2 separate regions of the Mus musculus genome follow, and region 2 is linked to region 1. A link is a contact called in public Hi-C data. All regions are on one chromosome and are shown on one strand. The core of a region is the stretch at or near the end of the contact, and the rest is flanking DNA. Distances in the headings are between cores, read along the strand shown.

Region 1 (5,273 bases), core at 760-3,259:
GGCCACTAGACTCTGCTATGTTACAGGCTCTCACATACTAGTGTATATATATATATACACATATTATATATACACACACATATATATATACATATATATATAATATGTCATACATGTCATATAACATAGCATATATAATATAGCATTAAGATTTTTCATATACAATTTTGTTTGATCCTTACAATTTATGAGATGCATCTCACCAATTTCTTTCCTCAGCTGGCAAAGACAAGGCTGGGGAGAGAGTTAACATCATAGTTGAAAGTACTATTGTTCAAACCTAGAACTTAACCTAAATCAGTGCCTTTTTGTTTTTTTGGACAAAGTCCACTAGCAACTTTATACTCCTCCCATGTGTCAAAAACAGAAACACTACCTTTAATTACCCATAATTATTGTGGGTGCAAGTGTTGTTTTTATTTATATTTTATTTAATGGCTCTCTCTCTCTCTCTTTCTCTCTGTGTGTATGTGTGTGTGTGAAGGTCAGTGGAAAATTGTTGGGGGCTGTTCTCTTTTCTCACCATGTAGGATCTGGGGTTAGAATTCAGGTAGTCTTGGTGGTCGGCACCTGGCAGGCTGAGCCATCTTGGTGGCCCATGGACACAAGTATTGCTAAGATCCCAAACAAGAAAACCTCAGCAGGACTCACCGACATAGTGCGACCAGCACAGGCACTGGTAGACAAGTTGAATGATAGATATAGCCATGTAGAGATAATAAGAGTCTTTCCCATGGCTATGTGCACGCAAGAGTTCTCTTGTGGACTTTGGGAGGGTGAATTCTTGACGGACCCCTGAAAGGACGATACATTTGCTGGGACCAGTGATCATCGGATGGACTGAGAGCAGTCAGAAGGGAGAAAATGTGATGTTTCCTCTGACCTAGAGCCGCATGGCCAAGGAGACTGTGCAGGAGTCTAAAAAGCCAAGGGATTTCTTTGTTTTGCTTATTATTTTTAAAAGAAAGGAGGGATGGATGGAGAGCCCTCAGCACCAGCTGTAGATGCTCAAATTCTGGGGACCACAGGAGTTTTAATAGGCTTAAAATATCATGCAAATTAACTGTCAAACTGAACTTACTGTATTGTGTGGGACAAACTCAGGTCAACAGCGACTCTCTTGAAGTTTGCCATTCTTTGAAGACAACATTTATTTAAGGATCACATTTTCTAAGTAAGTCAGAAAGCAGCTTCAGTCACTTCTCTAGACTTGGTCCACTTTGTTATTAAACACCTTAGAGTTTGCTTATCACCCACTCCCTGTGGAGTTGGGGGTGTGTCAGTGCCTGAGTTTTGAGGCAGCCTTAGCAGCGAGGGAATAGCCTATCTAGAACAGCCTTCCCTCCGAGCGTTCGTACTGTGTTTTTTTTCAGAGGGTTTTAGGTTGCTTAGATTGAGGAATTTTCAAGAAACAGATGTATTTGAACTGCGGTGTTAAGTCCTGCTTATTTAAACAAGTGGGTCACCAAGAAACTTTAAGGTAAATAGTGGCCTCAAGAGGAAGTACCAGGGCGTCCACGCGTCTTCAACCTCTCTCGGGAGCAGCCAATTAATCTCTGCTACAGAACAGCGCCGCCCGGCCTTGCACCGGAGCCAGGCACTTAGGATAGAAACCCTGCTTTGCCTGACCTGGAGCTTCCTATCTTCGCCAGCGCGACTCGGTGGCTCTCGGGCTCTAAAGGCGTCTCCGAGCTTAAACTGCTTTCTCCCAGGAAGGGGATTAAAAGTCACAAAGAAAGGAAGAGGACCTCGCTGGAGCCCTCTGGGGGCGTGGGTGGGGCGTCCCGGAGTGGGCCTCCCACTGCAGCCTACGGCAAGTGGGCTGGAGGAGGACGCGCCCTGCCCCGCGCTGGCCCGAGCACAGCGCCGCGGGCTGCGACGCGCTTCGCCGTGCGGTGAACCGAGCGGCCGGGCAGCGGCGGAGGCCTCGGGGCGCCCCGCCCTGCGCCTCCTCCTGCCGCCTGCGCGCGGTGCTGTGCGCCCAGCCCGTCGCTGCTCCTCCTCCCTGCCTCGCCGTCCCCTCCTCGGAGTCCCGACTGAGCGCGAGCGCCACACGGCCCCGGGCCGCCGCCGAGCGCGCCAAGACGCCGAGACGCCGAACAGGTGGCCGGAGGCTGCAGGCGCCCGGGCGGGGACAGGCAAGGCCAGGCGAAGGCGGCCGGGCTGGACATGGTAGCCGGGCAGCTCTGTGCGGCCGCCTGCTCGCGCCTCTAGCCGCCGGCGCGCCGGCGCAGCGGCCCCACCGCGCCCTGCGTACAGTCTCCCGGCCCAGCGCCGCTCCGGCCACGGACAGCGAGGGACGGCGGCATGAAAGTGACCGTGTGCTTCGGGAGGACCCGGGTGGTCGTGCCGTGCGGAGATGGCCGCATGAAAGTTTTCAGCCTCATCCAGCAGGCGGTGACCCGCTACCGGAAGGCCGTGGCCAAGGTGAGTGGCCTGGGGCGCGCGGCGGGGAGCGGACGGGGGAAAGGCGCGGGGATCAATATGGCGCTTCCTGGAGACGGAGGAGGGAGACCGGGAGGCGGGGAAAGGGAAAGTGCCGCAGCCGACGGCCTCGCCGGCGCCCCCGGCCCGGACCCGCGGCCGTAAAGTTCTCGGCGCGCTCCGGCTGGGCCGCGATCGCCACCCTCACGGTCCCTGGACACTGTCTGGGTCCTCCGGGCTTAGGAGTGGACGGCCGGGTGCCCAGAGCCCGCACGGGGCGAGGCAGAGTGCGGCACGCGGGAGGCGCGGCGTTGCCTGGCGGGGCGCCTTTGCCCGACCGTCCGCGGGCCCTGGCAATCCAGCTCCAGGCCTCTCCCGGAGCAGGCCTGTCCCGGAGGGTTGCCCACGGAACTTTGGGGAGTGTGGGAAGAGTTGAGCGATCTGGTACACGCGGGAGCCGCAGCCGGGCCGTGGACCTTCTGTGTTCTTGCGGGATCTCCGAGTCGCGCGTGCAGCCGTGTTTGGGTCGGCCAGGCTCATGGGCTAAGGTGGGGGCGATGGAGTGGCTCCGGTGCTCGGCTCCTTAAAACACCTAAGCCTAGACTCGCTCCTGGAGTCAGAACTCCCTCTGGCTCTCTACCCCTACCTAGCTGGATGTGCTCCAGTGAGGAGCCCGGGCTTCACTGGGCCTGGGGTCGAAGTAGCCTCTATTTCTCTGTTTTCCTCATGGAGAACATTGTCTCCATTAAACCGCATTCCTCCATAATAGGTCAGAAGTGGAAGGGCGTTTTGTAGGTTGTTTTACCCTCTGTGTTTGACAACAGCCCACGCTGAAGTTTCGTTCTAGCACCTGAGGATATTTCCTTTGTATGAGAGTGGAATGTGTTCCCTTTGGTATTTCCCCGTCTGTTGTCTGTTCAGTGGCCTGCCTTCTGTGACTTCAGAACAAGCGAGAGGAGAAGGTGGCTTTGTCTGCATATGTCGCTGAATGCTCGTGGGTCACCCTCCATTTTTCGCTGAAATTAAGAAAGGGCAAAATGGTTACACCGTTGTTTTGTTTTGTTTTGTTTTTAGTCTGTGTTGGAAAATATAACACAAGATTGCCCCTTTAAGGAGACTTTGGGGGATGGTTGGCAATCTGGTACAGGGATAGGAGATGCTGAGTTCAACAGCTGTAAGTGTTCTTCCAGTTGGTCGAACTCATTGAAAAATCAAACAACATTAGTGGAAATTGGGCACCTGTTTATCTTGTAAAGCTGACAAGAGGGGAAATCCTCTGTAACTTCACACTTAAGTGTTTTAAGCATCATTTCTGACTGACAGTTGGTGATTTACTATTGTAAGGGAAAACCAGGTTGTCTTTGTACTCTGCAGACAAACATCATTAGTTGTGAAAGAAAAGAAAAATGGCAGTAACATATGTAGAATATAGAAGTGTGCCTACTTCCAGAGCAGAGAGCATGACCATGTTGACCTCTTGCTTTGCCGATTTTGTTTGTAAAGCTAGCCATGTTTCTTTCATCTTGCACACCCTGGGCAATGGTCAAGTTGCCTGTTGGGAAATACACAGGTAACTGTTTGACTGGCTGAATTATTAATTTTTCCATAGGAATGAAACATTTACTATTTCAAGTCATATTAAGTATTTATTGTGTTGTGGGTGTTGGGCATCTAAGGGATATGTAGGATTCTTTGTTCTTAATAGGTTGTGAGAGTCTGAGACAAGATTCTTGTGATCCCTCAGGTGGGGACAGCCGTGGTGTTTCTGTGGGGAAATGTTGTCCCTGGGATGTTGGAAGGATAGAGTTGAGGGCCCTTGCTGATAGGTGTGGACTATTCTTCACTATCAGCAGTGGCTGTCCAAAGTCAAGGGGGAGGGGTGATGAAAGGGTCCCAGAAAGAGTAGGAGGTCTGAGTGACTTCTAGCTGTGAGAAGACCAGGTGGGAGAAATGAGGGATGGAAGAGAGACTGTGACATTGGACTAGTAGACAAGACAGTCAGAAATGATTTACTAGTTCCAAAAAACTCAGTTTAGGAGATGGTGTGTGTGTGTGTGTGTGTGTGTGTGTGTGTAGTGAATGTTTTTCTATGTGTGTGTGTTCTGTTCAGAGGCCAGAGGTCATTGCTGGGTGTCTTTCTCAGTTTTTCTGTGCTTTCAAAAGAAATATTTGAGATGAAATATTACAGAACCTGGAGTTCAAGGCCAGCCAGGGCTACATAAACCTCTCTCTGAAAAAGATAGATTTTGCAATAGTTGGAGTTTAACTATTGGATCACAAGACTTTTGACTCATAAGTGTTCAAAGGGCTGGGCTCATAACACATAGCTTTACTCCCTGAACTTGGAGGTAGAGGCAAGTGAATCTCTGTGAGTTCAAGGCCAACCTCATCTGCAGAGTGAGCTCCAGGTCACACAAAGCTACATAGTGAGAACCTGACGAACAAACAAACAAACAACACACAAACAAACCACAAATAAGCCAAAACCCCAAACCAAAAAAACGAGGGCTGACTCAGTCACTAAGAGCACTGGCTGCTCTTCCAGAAGTCCTGGGTTGGATTTCCAGCCCCTACATCATAGCTTACAACCATCTGAAACTCCAGTCTCAGGGGAATCTAATGCCCTTCTGGTCTCAGCAAGCACTGTATGCATGTAGTGCACATATATGCACACAAAACATCCACACACATAAAATGAACAGTTGAACTTAAAAGTGTTTAAAGGCTTAAGGGAGCTACTTCATGTACCTGTTGTTTTTCCTCTGGGATGGTTAGATAATGACTGACATTAGTTTTTTTACACTTATCCTGTCCTATATAAGATGACTAGGGAGCAAACATATCAACAT
Region 2 (5,273 bases), core at 1,620-4,119, 370 kb after region 1:
CTTCTTATTAGAACATTGAAATGGAGTCCTCTAACACCCATGGGGCAGATGGCTCCACAGCTGCCTGCATGTAGAGGTGAGGTGATCCGGAGCTGGCAGCCACTGTCCTATGCAGACCTACAGTGTGGGGTGAATATAAATGTCCACGTGAGGAAGACGACACCTGCTTTGTCCTCTCTATAAAGCAAACCAGTTTTTAAAAGGATTTTTTTTTTGACAGTTCCGAGCTGCTAAGTCAATTTCTATCCTAGACTCTGTAGAAAATGGAATCTTTTCCCTGCAATTGACGTGAAAATTGAAGGCTAGTGACTATTCACTTTCTAATAATGCAGGGTAAATAAATGCTATCACACCGCTGAAAGATGTACTAGAGACAGGCTCTGCAGCTTCCCCATCAGTGTGGCGCTTTTATCTGTGCCATTGGAGGCTCTGTATCTTTTACATTTAATGTGATAGATCAAGCAGACCTTATTCCAAAATGTGTTTTTATCTATCAAGCCACAGATTAATATACAAAGTAATTGTTTAGTCTTCTCAAGGGACTTTTAAGGAAGTGTCTGGAAGCCCCGATGTCCTACATAACTGGGTAGCTTATGGCTTTCTTCTGGTGTATGTTTAATAATTGCTTATTTAGAAACAGAAGGTTGAGTTTCCCCTCGTAGTTGAACAGCTGTGAGACCTGCTCTTGGCCTTCACGCTTGAGTTTTGTGGTGTTCTGGGGTCCTGCACATGCTTTCAGTGGTGTGGAGGGTTTTGGAGCCACTCAGGCCCTTGATGGCCTCCTCCAGGCCCTGTAACTAATGTTTCCTTCTTCACCCTGCATCTTCCCCGGCTGATTACCCACACTGTCCTGTATCCTACGACCATCCTCTATCATGGAGAAGAATCCCTCAGCTCTACCTCCCCTCCAACGCCTTCTTTTTCCTTCTCGTCACAGCAAACTCTTTGCTGTCTCCATTTTCATACACGCCCCTGCCGGTCTTATGTAGATCAGGCTAGACTCTAACTTCCTTCCTGTGTAGTCAACAAGAGTGACCTTGAATATCTGATCTTCCTGCAGCACCTCCTGAGTGCTGGGGTGATGGGTGTGTACCACCACACCCCGTTTATGTGGTGCTGGGAGCTGAGCCAGAGCCTTGTGCATGTCAGGCATCCTCCTGAATGAACCATATTTTGAACCATTCCCCTTTTCCCTTGAACCCTTTCACTAAGTCTCCCTCTGGTCCTGCTCTGCAAAGCTCTCCAGCAGTCTCCATTCTGATGCTTTCACTCTTCCAAGCCTATGCTGGGCCCATGGGCTTGCTGTCTGCTCTGTTCGCTTTACTGCCTAATCCTGTGCCATCTAGTCCTCTAGTGCTGGGGTTCTGCAGGACCTGTCCTCTCTCCCCTTCTCTTACATTTTTGGTTTTGAGACTCGCCTTTAAGGGCTGAGCCATCTCTCCAGCCCCTTTCTTCCCTTCTCTATTCTGTTTTCTTCCTCATTTTCAGTAGCATAGAGAGTAGATGTTATCTGGAACAGAGCCTTCAGGTTCCCAGGCTAAGGAGAGGACTCCCAAGTTTATACCTTTAATTGAGGCACCTGCTTTGAGCTCTGGATGGGCAGTACTCTCTTTGACATTTATGCTTGGGTATGGGCTGGTGGCTGCAAGACTCTGGTCTCTGTTTGCCCCCAGAGCTGTATATCTGCCTCTTCCCTTTGCATGGCTCTCTTCTTCTCTTGATTAGCTCCAAAGCGTTGGGACAACTCTTAATAGCAGTCCTTATATCAAACAGTAGGCTTGTGAATATGTAGAACCTTGTTCTAGCCCCAGTCTATTAACCTGAGGATTCACATCTTGTGTGGGTCCCACTGTGGCCACAGAAGGCAGCTTGTCAATGACTAGAGTCAAAAATGGAGGCTGCAAGAAGGTATCTATGGGGCAACTTTTGGAGTTGACTGGGGAGTGGAAGTAGAAGGCCTGAGTATTTTTGATCTTTTGGCCCATGCCTGCAGCATGTACCCTTGCTGGTTTGAACAATGCCCATTACAGGTGGAAGCTAGAAACTGTAGTAAGTCCATCAGCAAACACTCTGGCTTTCCACATCACCCTGTTCCCCACCCCCAACCCCAGAGCATCACCTGATCTGTGATGCTAATCTTTCCTCTTCTACATCCCTGAAGGCCATCTATTACTGGCCTCTTCCTCTCTGACATCACCTAGCACCAGAACCTCTTCTTTCTATCTTTCTAACCCCCTACCTGAATATCCTTCCCACCTACACACACACACACACACACACACACACACACACACACACACAGATGGCTTCACTGTTAAATCTGTGGTATTTTTGCTTTACAGGGTGGTGGATCTAAAACTGCAAACTGCACTCAGCTACATTGACACTTCCTGCCACACTTCTTGTTACAGTGTCTCTTTTCTCCTTTCCACTGGCTGGTGCCTATGAGTAACTGCTTCCTTGGGTTAAAGTTGACAATGGCAGAGAATGTTAGATTCTTCACCTGCCTTGAGGAAGGACAAGGGTGAAGCCTTGGCCGACTGGTACACAGTACCCAGGAATTCTAACAGAAGTTAACTGAGCATAACTCCTTTCTCGACTTCCACCTTTGTGCTTACGGTTTCTTCTACAGCCTTTGGGGCAGCTCTACCCAGTTCTCTGGGACTGTTCAGAGTGCCTGACCTCTGAACAGCCTCTCCTCAGAGCAGCCATCAAACATTCCCCCAGAAGCCAGTATAAACATACCCCTGGTTCCTGGATCATTAACTGTAAGTGGAGTTTTACACCCTAAGCCATAAAGGGTAGCCTTCTAAGCAGGACTTTGCAGATCCAGGTGCTGGCAGAATTCAGTCACTAGCATCAGAACCACACTAAGCAAGATGGCACTCCCTACTGCATTCCTGAGCTGATCTGTATCACCTGGCACTCCTTGACCTCAGGATGATGGCCTTGGGAGCACCTTCCTTTAGCTGGCTTTCCAAAATTCCCTTTTTCATGTATCTCGTTCTCTGGCCAGTGTTCCTAGCTACTTCCTAGAAACCTACACCCTTGTCCTTTCTCATACGGGTCAACTTCTTTTAAACCTAGACAGTGGCAGCAAGTATTGAGCAACCCAGACCAGTGTAGTAAGCAGTAGACGGGTAATCGAGACACTCTTGTCTGAAGGAACCATGCATTTGTGGCAATGCCAGTGCCACCTTTGGAAGAGCATCCCATTGTTCACATCTGCCTTGCACATGTGTGTCCTGGCACTAAGCAGATATCCTACAGGGTATTTCCACTTTATGTAACATGTTGCATGTCTGTTACATGTTATGATAGATGTTTTCTTCTGTGTCCAGCCTTGCACAGAAGGTATCTAAGCCATGTGCATTCCCACATGTTGGGCTATTCATAGCACCCAGGTCTTAGGCTGTATGCTCCAGTGGTGATGGATTCAAGCATGATGTAATGCTACAGTTGCCACATGAGGGTGTTGCTAAGATTCAAAGCATCAGATTCAGAAAATGAGGTAGGATCCTTCCCTCAAGCCAAGCACCCTCAAAGGGTGTGAGCAGCCACTGCGGCTTATGTCAGCATCAGGTATTTTTCTCCCTGGATGGCAATTCACACATGCAGGCACACATGTGCCTTGACAACAGGGGGTGCTCTGGAGCTGTTACAGTCTCCTGCAGGGCAACCTGTAATGCACATGCTGCCGCTGTGTGAACTCAGCTGGGACCTAACCCACTCCTGCAGCTCAGAATCTTCAGGCACTCCTAAATGAGGTGTGGTTTGACAGGGCGATGACAGCCACACCTCCTTACCCTCTCTTTCCATAATATTTATAATATTTATATTGTGATTAACTGCTCCCCACCCCCAGGCTCTCTATCTCTCCTTATGTAACTATTTTCTGTCTTTGCAAAAGAAAACTAAGGGGATCCAGGGATGTGGCTCTGTGGGCCCACACTGTATCGATTGAGCATACATGTAGACCTATTACTGGGAGTGGAGGGCGGGGGTGGGGTGGGGATGAAGGCTGAAGGATAGGAAGGTCAAAGTCACCCTACACTACAGGACCCCCCCTTATCTCAGGAAGAGAAAGATGACATCATATTCTTGGTCTCCATAGTAACAGATGGGCTGGGCTGAGTGGACTGCGAACACCTGTCCTCCTGTCATTCCTTCTACTCATTGCTCGTTTCTGTTTGGTGACAGCACTGCTCCTGGGTCCTGTTTCTGGCTTTGTAGGGCACATGCAGGCCATGACTTCTTTACGGGAAGAACTTTCCTTGGGCAGCCTGCTGCAGCTGGCATTTAGCGGCCATTGCCTGCTGAAACTGGTGTACATCTGCTGAGAACATTATTTTCCCTAACCCATGTAATCCTCGCCATAATCCTAGAAGGTGCTATTTTTAGCTGCATTTTATGGGTAGAGAGACTAACAACACCGGGGCTCAATAAGTGACTTAACTTGCCAAATCACTCTGTGAAGTGGGGGTGGTGCACACTGAAATCCAGCCAGGTGCCAAGCTGGCCAGCCATTTTGTCTCTTTTGGGGACCATGCTGCCGGACCTGTGCATGGGCCACAGCTGCGGTGAAATCCACCCCAACGCTATTGTGTGTGCTGCCAAAGCAAGTGTTCCTGTTCTAGCTCTGAGCTACAGGAGTTTGTGCCCTTTGGTCCTGACCAGTTTCGTTTCTGCCTGATTTCCTCACTGTTTTCTCTCTATGCCTCCGAGCTCTTTTGTTATCCCCAAGTTATTCTTTTCTTTCCTCCCCCACCCAGCCCTTTTCTGGGATAGAACCCAAGGCTTCCTGCTCGCTAGGCAAGCACTCTGCTGTTTGCTTACACTTCCCCAGCCCATCCTCCAAAACTGAGCATAAGGCTCTTGTTACTGAATCAAACATACCTCCTCTCCTAAGTGACTGTCCTTCATGTGATGACAGAATCCCTTCACCAACACTGACGGTAAGCACAGCCTGCTCATTCTCTTCCTACTGTTCAGGATAGTCCCACAGAGCTCTGGTGCCAGTCACAATGCTACCAGCCATTTACCCCATTCCTTACGTGCACTTTCCTGCACCTCAGACCGTTCTCCACCTCTTCTGTTCTTCGCTCTCGAAACAAGTATACAGTCATCCTTGCCTGCTGCTCAGAACCTGTCTGCACTCCTTCCCCCAGGGATAATTCTACCTTGGCTGTCTCTGCCTGCCCACCTGATGCTGACTGTGCAGAAGAGCATGTTGCTCCTCTCAGGCTCCGCCCACGACAAGCTGCTGTACTCAG

The links. A called contact is a pair of places that touch in the nucleus more often than the background predicts.
Region 2: a Hi-C map of embryonic stem cells shows a contact between it and region 1, with 3 times the contacts expected there. The contact joins the enhancer-like site here to the promoter of Pard3 in region 1. A contact is called at or near these places in 2 of 484 Hi-C or Micro-C datasets (embryonic stem cells and liver) and 2 of 115 datasets of contacts at active chromatin or transcription factors (embryonic limb bud and pancreatic cancer cells).

The regions. Positions count from the first base shown.
Region 1 is chr8:127,062,047-127,067,319 of GRCm38.p6, forward strand. Pard3 (par-3 family cell polarity regulator) reads left to right here and starts at 2,010. Exons shown (of 25, transcript NM_001309391.1): 1 at 2,010-2,427. The coding sequence starts at 2,308.
Region 2 is chr8:127,435,127-127,440,399 of GRCm38.p6, forward strand. All of the region lies in intron 20 of Pard3 (par-3 family cell polarity regulator), which reads left to right. It overlaps LOC115486907 (a long non-coding RNA gene), which reads right to left. Exons shown (of 2, transcript XR_003947489.1): 2 at 1-117. Among named protein-coding and RNA genes, the nearest start is that of Gm9909, 17 kb to the right of the region's middle. Within about 2 kb of position 2,870, at least 18 of the 459 cell types and tissues checked have an H3K27ac peak or open chromatin away from gene starts, as enhancers often do. A contact at or near this core is called in embryonic stem cells, where this site is marked.